Regions from separate parts of the Arabidopsis thaliana genome. Here region 2 is linked to region 1. A link is a contact called in public capture Hi-C data. All regions are on one chromosome and are shown on one strand. The core of a region is the stretch at or near the end of the contact, and the rest is flanking DNA. Distances in the headings are between cores, read along the strand shown. Region 1 holds the start of ANAC026 (NAC (No apical meristem) domain transcriptional regulator superfamily protein). Region 2 holds the start of NRPD1A (nuclear RNA polymerase D1A).

The links. Capture Hi-C pulls out chosen DNA fragments and counts their contacts.
Region 2: a contact with region 1 is called in a capture Hi-C map of seedling, with 2.0 times the contacts expected there. A contact is called at or near these places in 1 of 26 Hi-C or Micro-C datasets (callus) and 1 of 3 other capture datasets (seedling).

The regions. Positions count from the first base shown.
Region 1 is chr1:23,217,939-23,220,497 of TAIR10.1, forward strand. ANAC026 (NAC (No apical meristem) domain transcriptional regulator superfamily protein) reads right to left here and starts at 1,271. Exons shown (of 4, transcript NM_001334050.1): 1 at 825-1,271; 2 at 1-7. It overlaps AT1G08553 (a long non-coding RNA gene), which reads right to left and starts at 1,455. Exons shown (of 1, transcript NR_139451.1): 1 at 1,124-1,455.
Region 2 is chr1:23,361,320-23,363,878 of TAIR10.1, forward strand. NRPD1A (nuclear RNA polymerase D1A) reads right to left here and starts at 1,270. Exons shown (of 19, transcript NM_001334061.1): 1 at 985-1,270.

The DNA.
Region 1 (2,559 bases), core at 21-2,520:
GATTAGCCTGTTTATAATATGAAATAACGACTGTTAATTATATTATGGATCATGAAAGTAATTGTTATACAAACTCATTTCATTTATCAACTTAAGAAAAAAAAAAATCTGTGCATCGGCAAACTAATAAGAAAGAAAAATGTCAATGAAACTAAGAAAAACAGTTTTTCGTTTTCAAGATTTTGTTTTATATATGATCTAGCATTGATTTGCATCGTTTCTTTTACTTAGCCAGACACAAGTTAGGGTTATCTTTCCGACTTATTTATACACACATATGTATCATTTAAGACATTCATGTGTGTAGTATTTTGTGGGAATAAGAAACCTATAAATATCTATACATCTTTAGAAAAAAAGAAAGATAGTTGATTTAAGCCGATTAAATGAGTTTAGATTCAAAGGACTCTGGAAGATGGAATAAGGATACATAAAATAAAATATCACTACTAGTTTCCAATTAACCATTTCCCGTATAACTAATCATAAATTAATATGTTAGATTAACTGATAATTGCATTTTAAGTATCCGTAAATAGAGTCAAAGGAAAATATGAGAAATATCTATAGGATCATTCTATAATCACCAATCGAAAAAAAACAAATCTTAAGGAAAAACCTAGACCACGATCGAGTCTATTAAGGATTATACTTTGCTTAGCTTGTACCATCAGCAACATTGAGTAGGATAATGATGTTAATTATAATTTTAAAAAATCAACAATTATCAAGAAAATAAAAATAGTAAATATATCCAAAAACATAGAGATACAGAAGAGGATCAAAGATGGAGTAGAATCTTCAAAGGAAGTTAGGGTCTATACCTCAAAAAAAAAAACTCAAAAACAGGCTGATTCAACTCAACCCCTTCAAAAAGCTCCGGAATTGAGTTATTGTATGTGACTAGCTAGGTTCTATTGAATCTTTCCCTTGTACTTGGAAAGATCGAATACTTCACGATATGCACTATAAAGTACGATCAGAACTAAAGAAAGAGATAGATAGAACCCTAAAAGGAGATGTTATGCATATGGAAAAGATTTGACAGTTATCATCGGGATGTATAGCCACCGGAAAGAGATCGGATCCCAAGAGTCAGAGATATTGAGAGAGAGGATGGGAGAAGAGAAAGAGAGTAGGGTTAATAAAGAAGATCAGACGGTGATGATGATGAATAAGAATAAGAAAAAGAGAGAAGAAGACACATGAAAAAGTGTACAACCGTGTCCTAATAATCTATACTACTTTGTCTCTCTCTCTCTCTGTCCTTCTCAATCATAGTCTATGTCTTTTAATAACCCCGAGTGAGATAGAGAGACTTAAATTGTTGCAAAAGCTTCGGGAGAAAAGAGAGGCGAATAAGGTTTTGGTACTAAAGCAAGATTTTGATAGAGAAAGAGAGCGGCAACCTCCGATCCATTACCACCCACCAGCCCTTGATGGAGACGGTCCAAAGTTTAAAATATCTTCTTTTTTCTTTTTTAAATACCGTTATATATATGGGACACATATTCTCTTTGAACATTTTGTCCTTTGGCATCTTCAAAAGTAAGTTCATAGATTTCTGTAAGACTTAACTCAGTCATGTTCTACGGTCCAAATTCGTAGTCTAAATGTTAACATGAGTGTCTAAGAATCCTCGATAAACATCGCATAACTATATTGAGACTTTCGTATGTTCTTTTTACTTTGCATGAGACTTAATTACCATCCAGTTTAGCCAAATTATTATAAAACAAAACAAAACAAAACATAAAAACACGAAACAAAATAATATATATAGATGAAAAAATCAGATGTGGAATTGGAGCCACTATTAATGGAATCAAGGGCCCGCCAACAATTGGAATGTGTTGACGTGGCGGCTGATGGTCTGGCGTGAGATAGGCTTCGATCATTAATCTCACAATTTGCTGTTCGGTCATGTGGGTCTCATCCCGTTTTCCCGTTCTTATTTGTGAAATTTATGACCCATATATAACAACATTAACAACACACATTTTATTTGAAAGTTTAAATCATCAATATTAGATGTTAACAAAAAAAAATCATTAATATTAATTGTCTTCTGTTAAAAGAGTAGAGTAGGTTTCAATTTATTTTCATAGGTGAAAGCAAATTTTGCATACGCTTAAATTTTCAACTTTAATTCACCCCATACTCTATTGCAACTCAATACTCCCTCTGTTTCTATATAAATGTAGCTTAAGGGTTTTTATTTTTTTTCAATTTAAGTGTTGTTTTCAACTTTCTATGCAAATAATAAATATATTTAGTATTCTTTAACCAATTATATTTAATCATCTATTTTTTTATTGGTTGAATTGGTTATAATAAATGATGTTTTTATATAAAAGAGGTAGATTAAATGAGATTTTTATGACTTCTTAATTTGTGTGAAAAAAACCTTAAACTACAACTAATATGAAACAGAGGGAGTATAAATCTTTATCGAAATTCTTTCATCCAATGTTCTAGGGAAATTAACAACAACAACAAAAATAAAAAAATCTAACTAATATCAGCTTCATCTAGACATTTGTGACAGAATTTCAGTTG
Region 2 (2,559 bases), core at 20-2,519, 140 kb after region 1:
GACAACTTCACAAACTATCTCTGTGAGTGGCCACTTAGAATCTAGCATATATCCAAAGAAAAGAGAGAACATGTTCAGGGAAGAAGATTCTAGCTCAAAAATATTTGACGAACACACAAAATAGTTCAAACTTTGAACACACATTATTGAAAATTAACACTTACTTCTGTAACATAAAACAGAGCTAAAACTCACGGATAAATCGTCGAAAAGATCAGTTTCTATCTGTACCCTCTATCATCAAATCTAATGTGCAGCAGAATATGAAACAAAAACCAATCTTTAGCATTTCATTGACCAGAACACAAAAACCAAAGCAAACTCTCTCTGATCAAAAAATTGACCAAAGAGAAACAGACACTTTTGTTAAGGGACAAAAGTGTTACCACAATCTTCCTCTGTGACTGGCCTATCAAAAACAAGTTATAGATTCGAAATTGAATTTACTAATAGAATCTAGCATGAACCCAAAAAAATAAGAGAATACATGTTCAGAAAAAGAAGAAAGAAAAAAAACTGCAGAACATACACACAAAAAGGTTCAATCTTTGAACATACACTATTCATGGATTAAAAAAAAAAAAATTCACTGACCAAAAAAAAAAAAGGACAAATTTTCCAAATGTTCTTCTAAAGGACTCACACAAACCCTTAGTGCAAAAACATTCGCCGCCTTAAGATGATCTCTAAACGAAAGAAATCGATTTCTCATAAGAACATGCATAAACCAAAGTACTTAACTTTTCACAATCATCCAAAGTAAACAAAGTTCATAGAAACAAAATCGGAGTTCAAAGACAACGATCGATCAAATTTAAACAAAAGAACCGTGATAAGGAATCAGACACAGTGATCAATCAAAAAAAAAAAGAACTCAAATTGTTTCAAAGAGATAAAAAGAAAATTACCGAAAAAGGTTTTAAAAAAAAAAACGAAAGAAAAACCAGAAGAGAATTGAGGAAGAACAACAATGTAGTTACTTACTCGTTTCGTCGAACAGAGAATCCTCACTATGTAATGATCCAATTGAAACAGTGCACAGACAAAAACTTCTGATCCTTAGCTCCGACGGAAGATGCCGGAGAAGAAGTTGAAGAAGAGACTCTAAAGAAAGAACAAAAAAAAAGAGAGGAAAAAAAAATCGAAATCGGAGGCTTTTGAGAAGCCGCCGTTTGTATTCCCAAAGGAAACGGGAAAAAGTGAGAAAGCAGAGAAAACGAAAAAAAAACTCTTCTCTAAGTCCAATGGGGACTTTGGAATGTGAGACACCAAAAAAAAAAAAAAAAGAAGAAGAAAGAGTGTAAATACCGAAACTACCCCTTGACCTGTACCTCTATTTACCTACTTTACGAGTACACCTTTTACCTTTTGGAAATCTTTTTACTTCCTCGGTTGTATTATTTTAATTACTTTATGATTTTCTGTTTCTGCGAATTTTACCTTATTTGTATAAACTCTGAAACTGGGAAGAAAAGAAAAAGTTGAAATATCCTTCCTTAAGTATATTATATTAGCTGTATTAGTTTTTTACTTTTGGCCTAATTTTAAAACTGACAAAAAGTTATTAGAATAATTAATACTTTTTATTAGTTTAATGTAATATTTAAATAAATAAAAATAAGTGTATAACTAAATTTTCATCTTAGCAAAAAAAAAAAATCCTAGTGGTTTTTATTTCTAGCTTGATTTTTGGTTCATAACTATAATATGAATAGCGGGAAAAAAAAATATAATTTGAACCAAAAACAAATTCCATTTCTTTTCTTATATGATTTTGCGATTTTTCTAAATACTAGTTATAATCTCTAAATAATCTAAAATTACATAATTATACGAATTTATTTGTGAAGTTTGTGTTAGTATCAATCAAAGTATGATATGTAAAATAAAATTTTGTTTTACGTATAGTTGAGGCTATAAATTTGTTATCTTTGATTCGAAACATTTATATTTCGTTAAAATATATTTTTGTTCGATAAAAAAATTATGTGTAATTAAAATATATTTTTTGTTTGAAAAACAATTACAATTAGTTAGCTGCTTAGACAATTATCATATAATTTTATAAGAGGCGAAATGTGATAAATAACTAAATTAATTGAGACAAAAATAGATTAAAATTTATAAGATCTAGAATCTTATTTGAGAGTATGTGAATGTCCATTAATAAATCAAGATATATAAGTGAAATCAGTTTTTCTTGTCGGCGACGTGAAATTAGATTCTTGTTTACGTGAAGTTCACGCTTTCGTTTGTAAAACAGTTACATAGTTAGTTTAGTGGTTATTTATTAAAACAGTTTAACATATAATTATTACTAAAATATACTCCTTCTATTTAAAATTAGTTGTCGTTTAAGGTTTTTTGTCGGCGGCGTGAAATTGAATTTTTGTTTACGTGAAGTTCACGCTTTCGTTTGTAAAACAGTTATATAGTTAGTTTAGTGGTTAGTTATTAAAATAGTTTTGTTTAAAATTATTTGTCGTTTAAGATTTTTTGCAGTGAAAATAAAAAAAAACAATTAAATTTTCTACTTTACCCTTGTTCAATATAGTTTCT